Regions from separate parts of the Urocitellus parryii genome. Here region 2 is linked to region 1. Evidence: chromatin contacts called from public Hi-C data. All regions are on one chromosome and are shown on one strand. The core of a region is the stretch at or near the end of the contact, and the rest is flanking DNA. Distances in the headings are between cores, read along the strand shown. Region 1 holds the start of Urb1 (URB1 ribosome biogenesis factor). Region 2 holds the start of Cfap298 (cilia and flagella associated protein 298).

Region 1 (6,617 bases), core at 2,059-4,558:
TCTATGTCATGTCACTTCATTCTCACCATGACCCTTCATCCCATGAACTAGAACCATTTTAGAGATGAGAAAACTGAGGCTCTGGCCAAGGGTACTTAACTAAAAAGTGGCAGAACAAGACCTCAAGTCCAGGCAGTCTTGCTCCCAAAACCATGCTCTTCCTTCAAAAGCTAGAGCTGACCTGTGCTGCTTTATGTGGGATGGAGTATAGAGTGTACAGAGCCTGGGCCACTGCCAGCACCAGGAACTGCAGTGGACCTTGATGCTCTTCAAAAGCCAAGAGGCATGACTCCTACTTGCATATTTCTCTATAAATTCACCCTAAAAATTCCCTTTAAGGGTCACGTGAGCTCAATCCTCAGGTATCTGGAATTGCTCACAATGCCCTATCCCTCTCCTTTAAGAAAATGCAAGAATGCAAGAGACAGCAAGGGCTGCTACTATATTCAGAAAGAACAGTAGTAATATTCATTCTTTTTTAAGGAATCATTTGCCAAACTCTAACATAAAACTCCAGACAGTTCAGGCTATTCAAAAGTTGAAATTGCTGATCTATTACATCTGCCATCTCTGAGCTCACCTTTCTATTTACCATCTACTGAGCACCCACCACATGCACTGGGCATTACAGTGGGTGCCTGGGAAGCGCTGGTGAACAACCTGGAAATGGCCTCTACTCACATGTACATACAATGCAGTAGCAGAGACCAACTTTCATTCCATGAATGTTTATTAACTACCTACCACAATCATTTAAATAGTCATGTTATACTTAAGTGCAATGAAGCAAAAATCAAGGGTATAATGAGGTTATAACTGGGGAACATGATTTAGAGTTGAGGGCTGGGAAGGTTTTCCCTGAAGCAGTAATACTTAACCTGATAATGGCCAAAATGCATTGGAAGTTAGTGTTGCAGGATAAGGACATGCAAAGGCCCCGAGGCTGGAGAGTACTGATGCTAGGCAAGTAGATGAGTAGGTGAGTGAGCGTGGCCTGAGATGAAGGCAGAGAAGAAAGCAAGGGTAGATGAGGTACCAGTAATGATTCTGGATTTTACTCTAAGAACAGTGAGAGGCCACAGAAGGAAGCCATGAGAGGAGTGACAACATCAGATTTGAAATTCTAAAACATCATTTACCTTCTGCATGTAGAAAGGGCTGTAGGGAAGCGAGGGTAGAAAAGAGAGACCAACCCTGGGCAGCTTTAGCCACAGTCTCAATAGGTACTGAAGGTGCCTGGACTAGAATGATGGTGGAGAAAGAGGGGAGCTGATGGACTCCAGGGACACTCAGAAGGAGAGCTGCCAAGGCCAGGGGTTGGAATGAGGCACAAGGAGGGTTCGGCTAGGAACATCCAAATCATCAGAACTATCTTTAATGTACAGAGAACACAGAAGCAATGTGAGGCTAGAGAGCTCCAAAGTTTAATCTTTTGTGTACTCATATTTCAATATGATCTTTTCTATCAGCAGTGAAATATGGGGCACAAACTTTCCAAGGAACTGGCTTGAAGCAGAACCCTTCTTGATCTAGGATCATCCCTGATGATCCACTGAGCACCCTTTACCAATCACCTGCAGCTTTTTCTGTACCATGCGAAAGAAGTATAAATAGAAATTGTCCCTCAAGCCTATATGGAAAGAAAATCCTCCAATATGCATCCATCAATTCTACTTCCCTGATCTTCCACAAATTCTCTCAGAGGAAGCTGAAAGCATATCAAAAAGGGGAGGAGAGAATCAAAGGAAGAGACTAGATTCAAACATAAATCTAAAGCAGTTTTGCACAGGGGATTCATGCTTTCACCCACTGATTTTCAGCTTTGCAGTATCTTTCAACTACTTCCTTTACAACCATCACCTGTCAATCCAGTTGTTTTCTGACACCTGCTCAACTGATGCAGCTCATGAATGACATGGTACTCTCTGAGCCAGACAATAAAATATGGATATAGTAGCTAAACATATCTTGTTCCAGAAGGGCTCTTGTTTCTGTCCCCTTCTGTAGCCCTTTTGAAAAGCCATGTCCTTGGAGGAATCTTCTTCCATCTTACAAATTAGTTCTCCAAGGCCGTTAGGTACCCTCAGACACCATGCATGGCTCCTTTGGAATTATATATATATGTGATTTTATTGATTATCTGCTTTCTCACTTGACTGTAAGACCCACAATGGCAAGGCCTATGGCAGATTTTTATTCACCACCATTTTATCTCAACCCTAACAAACACTAGACCCTAATAAAAACTGAAAGGCTAAATGAGTGAAATGTATTAGTATGTGTTCCTGGCAGGCATCAAAAGTTTAAAAACAGAATCCATAGGAGAAAAATTAGAAGTTGAGGATATGCTGACCATAGATTTAGTAATTTCTTTAATGTGGAAGAAATACGCCACTGTTTCCACTTGGCAACACATTCAATTGTGTTTCTTTCTTCCTAACCTCTATACTTTCTAAAGAATTGCAAGTAGTTGTTAACTGTGGTTACACTTTACAAACAGTAAGATTAAGTTACAGAATGTGCTCCATCTCAGTCACTGGCCCAATCCTGGCAACTGACAAGTAGTTGTGGTGGTTTCTCATAGCTTGCACATGTGTTATCAGGTCATCCTAAGTGTTGAAGGATCACAGCCATTGAAAATGGTGCTAATGGCCCAAGGAAATACCAAACTGTCTTACTGAACTGGCCTGAATCAAGTAGAAACCCTATAAACATTTTCTGTGTGTGAATGAGGATGCTTGATTTACTTTCCTGATAATTGCAACAAGGAGATTTTAGAGTCGGCTGATGGTTGTGCCCAGGCAAGGGAAATGAGCAACAGCATGAAACTGTCAAAACCAAGTGAGGCAGCGCCATTGTTGTCGCTGACAGCCCAGGGCCATGAAATGCAGCACTCAGTCCTGGAGCTGCTCTGGCCCGCCGGGGACCCTGGACGCACAGTCACAGGAGTCTCAGTGTCCCTCAAAAACCAGAAGCTTGGCTCTGACCCTCAGGGGCCCGCAGAAACGGCAGGCTGTGTCTGGCCGTGTCTAGACAGTGGCAGGAAGGCCACCTCGCAAGCACGCGCTCGCTGCCCGGGGCCTGCCGCCCGGCACTCACCCGGCCCCGCGCCCTGCGGATCCCTCAGCTGAGTCTTGAACTGCACGCCCGTGAGCTCTTCAGTGCGGGCCCGCTTGGCTGCTCCCGCAGCGGAAGCTGCACCGCCCTGGCCGCCTGAGGCCTTCCTCTTGGAGACCCCCATGGCCGAGACGGTACCGGTGCGACGGAAACCACGCACCGCAGGCCTGCAGGCGAGAGGACTCCCGCAGAAAACAGACACGCTCCCGAACCCACACGTGAGAGGGACGGGGCGGGGCTAGCGGAAGAGGCGGGGCCTGGAATGGGAGATCAGCGGAAGGGGCGTGGGGGGGGGAAGAGCCGGGTCGGTGGGAGGGGCTTGCTGAGGGGCGGGGCTCGCTAAGGGGCCGGGCAAGCCGTTAGCCAGAGCCCGGGTTTCACTGGTACCTGAGGTCGCAGTGGGCTGGCTTGGGGCTGGAGGCGGGCCCGCAGGCCACGACACCCCGCCCTGCTGCGGCGGGTTAGGGCCTACTGGGGCCCTCCCTTGGCCCCGGGCGGCGCTCTCCAGTTGCCTAACAGAAAGACCTCCCAGGTCCTTCGGGACCGCTGCGACACCTGCCCCCGCGCGTCCCAGCAGCACGAGTTCAGCTCTTGACTTGAGGGCGCCCTAAAGATGTCGCTTAAAGCACTTGCCTCGCGCGCACTGGGATTCTATACTTTGCCTGTTGGGGGTCCCGCGGGTTGGCCAGGGTGGATTTTCCCGGGTTAGATGCCAGGCGGGCTTGCTGCTGGGAAATCCTTCCTCGGGAACCAGGGCCCAGGGATGTGCCCCTAACTCCGACCCCATCGTCTGTCCCCACCAGAACCAGACAGGCTCGTCTAGCAGGAAGTCGCCTTGATTAACCTCCACCCCACTCTCGCCCAGACAGATGGGAGTGTGCGCGCTCTTTCGGCTGTGTAAGATGCACGGGGAGGATCAAATGAAGTAACTTCTGTGAAAACCTTCGGTGGGCAGCATCTAAGTTTCCCTCATTCAAATGAAGATAGTAAAGCCAGCCATACCCAGTCCTGCCTGCACAGCAAATGATGCAATGTTTGTAAAACTGCTTTGACAGGAATAAAGTGTGTTTTTGCAAACCGTTATTGACTTGTGTACTGCATTAAATATGCTGAAATAAAGGAAAATGCATAAGTAAAAATTGGCAAGTGTATTTTGTATAACACAACCTCATCAAAACTTGGGTACTATCTAAATAAATCATAATTATTAGGACAGTAATTCCTGGAATTCTCTGTCCTGTCTTCCAGTGTGAAAAAATACCATCTTGTTTTTTGTAAGCAAGTGTGTTGTAAGCTCCTGAGGATGTGGCTGTTTGTGACCTGCTAGAGAAAAAACACATGGTATTGCCTCTGACCCTGGGCCTAGGAAGACTAGGAAATGCACCTGTGGAAGTGCCAATGTCATACGGGGGAAGTCAGACAGAAGGAGACACCCCAGCGCATTTGAAAAAAAAAAAAATGTAGCGATATTGAGAAATGTTCCAAGTTCAGACTATAAAGGGCAACACTTACTAATAAAGACAGACTTCTAACTAATGGTCACACTAGTCCTCCTCTCTGGTTAATTGGCTGCCACAAAATTTGTTTTCTGCCAGTGTGAGCCCACCCAAAGAGGCAGCAGGAAGGCTCAGGACACAGGCAAAAGCTGAATTCAGTTTCCATCTCTGTGGGCCTGGGGCAAATTACTATCTCTGGGGCTGGTTTGCTTTACAAAGAATTAGATAGAGTACGGAACTTGCCAGGATTTTCCAGTTCCTAAGTGGAACCAGGATTCATCTAGCACCAAATTAAAGAAATGGAAGTTGGCAGTGCCTATCCCATCCTTTGCCAGAGACATACCTGATGTCAGGTAATGGATCAGAAGTATAGATGGATGCTCAACTGACTCAGGCCAATACCCTAAGTCACTGGTGCCAGGTCACTAACCCCTTGTTCAGATACAGACTTCATCAACCAACCTTCAGATAGTGATTTAGCTTCCCATACAAAATCCCTGCATTGTTTGTCCTCAAGTCTGTTCTGGCCTGTTGAACATTGAGCATTACAGCTCCTAGGACCTTCTAAGCTGGCATCCTCCTCAGGAACATTCTCTCTGAAACTCTTTGGACAAACCTCAAGTGTCTCACTTCATATGGGCTCTTCTTGTTCACCCCTCTGTCTATTCTCTTATTTTTTATTTTCCTTTGCTTCCCTTTTCACCTATTGGTGATGTGGAATATTCTTTATCAAACTCCTTCACCAAAATATGCACTAATGTGTCTAATGGCACAAAACAAAGGTCAAGGCTCCATTCCCACTATATAAAATGCACATCATAGGGCACATCATAGGGTTCAATAACTGTTGAATAAATAAATGTCTATATAGATATGAATGTGAATGAATGCATAGACCTAAGTCTTGAGCTAGGTTAATGTCAGTCGATTCTAAAATAGCAGGTTGATTTATTGGAATGCTGTCAAAAGGCTCACAATGCAGGTTTGAGTCTGGAAGCTTTTAAACTGACCCCAGGACTATGGTGAATTAGGAAAGGAAGTGACCAACCTTTATTAGCCACTAGTGAAGATCATCTCCAGAGACCTTCCTTCTCATTTACACCTGTTAAGTGTGTGTGTTCATTTCTTACCCATTTCAATCTGACAAGGTTAAATTTAAGTTCTGGAAAGGAGCAAAAGAAGAAGTTCAATGAAAATCTACATAAAGTTCATAATATACTGTGTTAATCATAAATCCTCAGAATAAGAGAGTTTTCATTCACTAGATGAAGTTATTTTTGTAGTTTTATCCTGCATTATTTAATTTGGATCAAAGCTTATTAATACAATCACATTTTAGAGAGCAAAAGCATGGAATTCATTTCTCTATTCTGGTACAAATTCTAATCTCATTACTGATAAATGTTTTAGTGTAACATTTTCTGAAATCAAGACGGTTTAATTATCTGCTTGTTTAGCAAAAAGAAATATAATGTATTGTTTCAAAGGCAGTTGCTATAAATCCCAGTGAAGAACACAACATCCACAGGCTGGAAAAGAGAAATAAGCATCTTATTCTCCCAAATTTAGGTCAACAAAGTACCAATATCTGCCAACATCTGCTATGTACATTGCTTTATATAGCTAATCATAATATACTCCAGAAAGTGTAACTCAGTATTTACCCACCAAGGACTTATTATATATTATATCATATATTTTTATTTATATCATAAAGGACTTATTGTATATTATATCACTGAGGCTATGACATACCTAATACATTCCATGCAAATAAATAAGTTAACCAAGAATCCAAGATGACATAACTGTCACAAGGCCATGCAATAAATGAGTGACTTGAGCAATGGACACATTACATTAGTGTAACTATGATTAGATTATTAAGGGCTTCCTTCTAAAATTATAGTGAAAAATAGAAAAAAGCAGAAGCATTGTCTATCTTTTTCCTTCACTGAATCAATTAAGAGTAAGGCTGGGGATATAGCTCAGTTGGTAGAGTGC
Region 2 (6,617 bases), core at 2,362-4,861, 140 kb after region 1:
TTGTGCAAGGCCCTGGGGAGTTCAATTCCCAGCACCAAGAAATAAATGAATAAATAAATAAAAGAACAATATTTGGACTCCTTATTATCCTCAATATTAAAAACAAACAAACTTTTTTTTGATCTTGTAATGGCCCTGCAGGGATACTACTTTATATATATTCTTCTGCTCTTTTATTTTTTGGGTACCAGGAATTACACCCAGAGCACTTAACCACTGAGCCACATCCTCAGCCCTTTCTGAGACATGGCCTCACCAAGTGGCTGAGGTTGGCTTTTAACACACGATTCTCCTATTTCAGCTTCTAGAGCCACTATACCACACCAGGCTCTTCTGCTCTTAATAGTGTTTTAGGGACATAGTAGATATTTAGGTGTTTCTTAAATGATCAATTATAAATAAAATGGAGCTTTTTACACAGGTTAAAAGGGATATCAAAAAGGATTTTCACCCCTTTTTCCCCTTTAAATCCCACATTATCAATCATCCACCAAAAGGAGGATTTCTTCAGTGTTCTGCCCCATACTAAAGTGTTTTGCATCAGAGGTATGTCCTTTAAACAAACCCAACATCTGCAAATGGTAGCACCCAACCTTCGTTACATTTCCAATAAACACCTACCCCAAACTACTGGACTGAACCATATAAAATTGCCAGTACTCAGCCATTTCTAAACTATGGAAATGGTTATTTCATATGGTTCATTGATACACTTATAATCTAGTGGCAATTTAGTAACCACAAGAAGGCAGAAGCCTTCTTATCCACCTAAATCATTCTGGATTAGTCTTACCAAGGAGTCACACCAAGCACTCTCTCCTAACTTTGTACAGAATGAATAGTTTTGTTTTTAACTTCAATGACTGCTTTCATACACTGGTATTTCAGGCCTGCATACAGAAATGGCCAATTACCTTGTCCATTCCTTCGTCCGATGTCATCCTTTTTAAATACTGAACCTCCACTGGGAATACATTTTTCGCCCCATTCATCTTTTAATTTCAGTTCTTCAATCTGCTCATCTGTCAGTCCTTGCATATTGGGAGGGAGAAATATGCCATGTTCTGCTAATTCTTCCATTTCTTAAAGAGAAGGGAATGTTAAGACAATATATATCATAATCATCACTACAACATTTCAAACCACACAAAAATGGAAGGTCAGAGAGCTAGTCCATCTGGCCCACTTACTATGTGCCAGTCCTGTCCCTCCCTGATCCTTGACAAAGTCACTGATTCATGCTCAGTCAACGGAAACAGAGAGAGCTCAAGCACTCACCCCCAGTCCCAGGCAGTTGGCTGCAGATTCTGTGTGCTAAACCTTTGCCCCATGCTGTGCTGCCTGGAACTCAAGTCAGGGAAAACCTCCATAGGCATTTGGGGCTTTACCATCTTCCCAAAGGGTCCCCACAGATGATCTCATAAGTGTGACCTTGTGAGGCAGGCAAGACAGTTATCGACCTCCAGTCTTCCTTGGCTTACAGCTCTATCATCTGAGGCTGGCTTGTATTGCTTCATAGATAATTTAAATAAATCAGTGGAGAGGATTTAAAGCAGCTTACTACACCTCTCGAAAATAAGAGACATGGGCCTCGGTGTTTTAGTTATTATGTTCATTATCCAAATGCATAGCTTTATATTCTTCCTAATCCATATACATTCACCCCACAACCAGTCTACATATTAATTTGTAAAACTGCCTGGCTTTTTTCCTCTCTCCTCCTTCCCTTCCTCTCTTTCTGTGAAGAAGGTAAGTGGAACTAGGTGTTCCCACAAGATTGTCAAGATATCATGTGACCTGTAAGGATATAATACTATGGAATGAATGGTGTAACTGAATTTTATTTTCCCCCTTCTAGATTCTCAGCAACTGGGGGACAATCTCTTTAGTCAATCTCCTCTTCCTAAGGCAGAACACTGATGCCTGCGGAGTCACAGGTGACACTGGCAACTGGATTCTAAGTACACCAACATGACTTTTACATTCGGCACCACATTTTCAGTTTATATATTGAGTTCCTTTTCTTCTCATATGCTTTAATTTAAAAATAATATAATGTTGAGCCTATTTTGGAAGCACATGTTTAATTCAGAAACTAACATGCTCCTAAAAACATGAACAGACACTAATATGGCAGTATGTACAAATGTGGATGTATAACCAATGTGATCCTGCAATCTGTACAAGTGGTAAAAATAAGCATTCATATCCCACTTGAATCAAATGTATGAAATATGATATGTCAAAATCATTGTAATGTTTTGAGCAACCAATAAAAAAAATGCTTCCACAAAAAAATTCCCAATGGTGCAAAAATCACACATTTATGTATTTTAATAAATCATATAACCTATTTTATATAGTTAGATATTACTAGATCACAAGTTTATTAATTTTACATAGTTGTCCTATATGTATATACAGTTACATACACATTCAATAATGATGATAATAATTATAATAATACCAGAGAATCACGTTAAGGTCTAAGCTGTGCTCTTAAATGTAGAAGCTACCATACAAATGTGCCTTTTAAAAATTAATTAAAATGAGAAAAATTAAAAATTCAGTTCCTTGGTAGCATCAGCCATGTTTCAAGTGTTCAACATCCACCAGTAGCTCGTGCATGCGGATGAGACACCATAAAAAATGGGGGCACTTCCCTTCTCTTGGTCACTGGTGCTCCAGAGTGGAGGGGGGTGACCACACACTGCACAGGGGAACCTCGCTTGCTTCCAAGGAGACGGGAAGCACTTGCTCACAGCTTCTCCCCTCTCAAGGACGTCCCAAGGCAGACACTGCTTTACCTCGAGGGTCTCAAAACAGGGCAAGCACCGTGTGTAAACCCAAGCGGGTACCATTCCACCCTCACACCTGTTCTTCAGCCCGGTCTGGCTCCCTTTTATCCCCACTGATTCATAGCACCCCGAATCCCGGCTTGGGACGTGGGACCCAGGGCCTCATCCACTGCCCCTCGGAGCCGGTGGTGTCAGACCCGCTCTACGTTCTTCGTATTTTCGTTGTTGTTGATCCTTGGTTCGCCCCGGTGTCCCACAGACTTGGCTCCTCGCCCCGAGGCCCGCCGGAGCCCACCTTCCATCCCAGGGCGCCCAGTCCTCACCCGCCCGGCCCGCGCCCGCCCCGGGTTCTGCCGTCCCCGCACACGGCCCCGCCGGCCGCACCTGAGCAGAGACGCTGCACCTTGAGCCGCCCGTTGTAGACCCGGGCCACCTGCGCCGTGAGCTCCTCCAGCTCCGCGCTTCCCGGCGCCTGCAGGAGGAACTGGCTCTCGTCGCCTCGTTTCACGTGCAGTAGAACCATGGCGGCCCTGGAGGCCCCGCCGAGGGGACGAAAAGGACCGCGACAGGCGACCTGCAGGCTGGATCGAGGTCTTCCCCTGCGGCGAGCAGCGGCGACCTAACCGCTGTGGAGGTTGGAACCCCGGGTTCGGGCGTCCGACGGGCTGGGGCCGGCACTCGCTCCCGGAAGTGTACGTTGCCAGCAGCAACCACGGTCCGAACCAGCCCTAAGTCAGCGGTGTAGGAAAACCCGGGTGCCGGACACCCGACAATCCGCTTCCGTGCGCAGCTGCTGCCTGAGCAACAAACCACACGGAACGCAAGGGCCGCCGACCCAGGCCGCAGGGGGGAGCGGAATTCGAGCGAACCGACCCCGGAAGTGGACGTTGCTCCAGCAACTCAGACTAAGTCGCTGGAGGGGAGGGCGGACCGCCAGCCGATTCTCTAGGGGCCCAAGATTCCACCCAGGGAAATGGGCGGGCCGAGGCAGGGGGTGCTAGGTCGGGAATGGGTGGGCTGATGGGCACCAGAGGGGCCAGGTTTAGCAACACTTTCCCCATAGTCGCCCCAAATCCCAGTCTTTTCCGCCGTTGGCAGTCTTTACTTCCGGAAACGACTCACGCTGCTTCCGGTCTGGGGAAGTTTGGAGTAGAGCTCTAAGTCTTTGCTTCCAGCTGTCTGTGTAGATCCGGTTTCGAGGCTCCGGGGGACGTGGGCGAGTGCCAGCACTTATTTGTGCAGGCTGATTCGGATTTATGTGTCTACGGTAGCCCACAAGGTTGTTGCAGAGCAGTCCTCCCAAAAATATCCAGTTAGGTGTCGACCAACACATCTTAACCAGAAGGGCAAGCAGCGTACTCACTGTTTCTTCCTGGCGCCCTACGACACAGCTGAGGATCCAGAGTCTTGGCTCTCATGGAGATTTAGTGCGACGACTAGGAAAACAAAAATGAAAGCGCAAGGCAAATTAAAATAGAGGTATAAAGAAGTCTAAACGGGATGCACTTGCTATGTGGCTTTGTAATGATGCAAAACCTGTAGTTTGCTACGTTTTGGAGTTTGTGGTTTTTGTTTTGAGGGTTTTTTTTTAATATTTATCTATTTATTTTAGTTTTCTGCGGACACAACATCTTTCTTTGTATGTGGTGCTGAGGATCGAACCCGGGCCTCACGCCTACCAGGCGAGTGCGCTACCGCTTGAGCCACATTCCCAGCCCTTGTTTTGAGGTTTTTAAGAGCGGTTTCAGATCCCAAATGCGAGAATTTGGAATGAATTCCCCCTTCTGAAGCATGTTACCTCAAACTTTAGGTCCCCCATACGTGAATAACTGACCTCAGTTACCTGACTTCAAAACAACATAAACTGAGGGATCTGAGCCACTGACACTTTTAAGCGCTTAGGCTGTGGCAAGATTAATTCATGTCTGCTTCTCTGAACACCCAGAGATCAGACTGCAATAGGATGAAGTCCTGTTAGCCAAGTGGGTTCAAATATTCAAAGAAAAAAAAAAAAAGATGACATTTGCTGTGGCCTTGTGCTTTGTGATTAGTTTTCTGTGTATTTAGGTACTGTTCATTTTTAGGGCAAAGGTATCCTTTGACCATTGTTGAGAACTGCCACATAAGGAGCCGAAAACCCTTAGCCTTGAATGATGGAAATGTGGAGACTGGTTTCCCAGAGCATAGAAACAGGTGGATCCCATCTGGAATGGCAAGGGAGTAAGGCTTTGGGAGTGGGCAGCCTTCTTGTTCCTTTGTAATACTACCCCTTACCTTTTTTGGGTGGAATGTTGTATTGAAGGACTCCACTCAATAAATAGGCTTCAGGACATGCCCTCTCCCTCTCTTGCCAGCCTCCCTCCTGTGTTTTTCAGCTAGATGTGGAGAAGCCTTCTGAAACGCCCTAAGAAAAAAGGTACTTTCTGTGTCAGTGTGATCTGTTTGTGCTAGCTTCAATTCACCCGAGTCACCCTGGTTCCGTAGCCCACGATGGAGGGGGCTACAGACCATCATAAGTTCATCAGTGATGAACTTTCTGGTCTGGATAATTTATAGGTCATTCATAATGGCTGCTGGATATCAGGCAGTGAGGAAGAAAAAGGCAATTTTTACATGGTTAATAACTTTTTAGGAAAAGTCCAGAGCTTAGACAGTTGCTTTATACCCTTCTCTAATCCTATTGCCTTCTTCCCCTCTCCCCAGAGGTAAACTGCTATTCTAAGTTTTACATAGTGATGTCTTATGGTATTATCCTGTAATTTGCTTTATTGCTCCACAGTGAGGGTTATTTTCATTCACTTATTTTCACTGCTGTGTATTATTTCACTATAGGAATATGCCATTCCATTCCCTGTTGTTGTTTAGTTTGTTTCTAGTTTCACCATTACAAACGATGAAGCTCATGCTCCTCAGTACCGATTTCTCAAAAAGTCAAATTTCTTGTTAATAGGGGATATAAATTTCACCTGACATTCTTAAATCCCTAGAGTTGATGGACCAATTTAACCTCTCACCAACAATGTATGAGTTCCCATTTCTGACTTTTGTTAATCCTTGATCAGACACGTTTCTCTGACATTAATGCATTGGCATTTTGACTTATTTTTTTTAAGATCCATAATTTTAATTTAAACCAAGTAGCCTTTTCACTTGATATAAACTCACATAACCAGAACATTATTTCTTAAATAGGCATTGCTGACATTGTGTGCCACATTTAGACTCTAATTAACAGGACATTTTGTTCCTCAGATCCACAACTCATTTTCACAACAGGAAGGATGTTAAAAAATATAACTACCTGTGCAACATATCAAAGGATACTCAACCTGAAATACATATTTAAGTTCTAAGTTCTTTAAAACTAAGCTAAAATTTTTTCTTAAAAGTTTATCATTATCTTGGTTACTTCTGTTTCATCTTATCACCAGCACACAATAAAGTAATATAAAGTTACATCACCAATGGCACTTAATGAGCTATCCTTTGTCAATAATAGAATGAGTGAGTGGGTTAGAGTTGCTAGAAGACTGATGGGAGCTGGGCACTATGGCACACTTCCATGAACTCAGCAATTTGAGGGCTGAGGTAGGATTAAGTTCTAGGCCAGCCTTAGCAACTTAATGAGTGAGATCCTATGGACATAGCTCAGTGGTAGAGGTCCCTGGGCTCAATCCCAAGCACTAGAGAGGAAAAGAAAATAAGAGGCCCAATGGGGAAAATCTGAAGATTTTGTCTCATACCTCCACAGAATTGCGGATGACCACAGAAGACTTGGGGGAGGGGCTCAGAAGCAAAGGGCTGTTTTGCATGTAGTTT

What was found. Hi-C and Micro-C count contacts between places; a contact is called where the count stands out from the background.
Region 2: a contact with region 1 is called in a Hi-C map of muscle, with 3 times the contacts expected there. The contact joins the promoter of Cfap298 here to the promoter of Urb1 in region 1. A contact is called at or near these places in 2 of 2 Hi-C or Micro-C datasets (liver and muscle).

The regions. Positions count from the first base shown.
Region 1 is chr2:215,296,265-215,302,881 of mUroPar1.hap1, forward strand. Urb1 (URB1 ribosome biogenesis factor) reads right to left here and starts at 3,309. Exons shown (of 39, transcript XM_026393567.2): 1 at 3,100-3,309. The coding sequence starts at 3,241.
Region 2 is chr2:215,433,939-215,440,555 of mUroPar1.hap1, forward strand. Cfap298 (cilia and flagella associated protein 298) reads right to left here and starts at 3,612. Exons shown (of 7, transcript XM_026393543.2): 1 at 3,183-3,612; 2 at 915-1,082. The coding sequence starts at 3,321. It overlaps LOC144253261 (a long non-coding RNA gene), which reads left to right and starts at 4,887. Exons shown (of 3, transcript XR_013343248.1): 1 at 4,887-4,991; 2 at 5,153-5,214.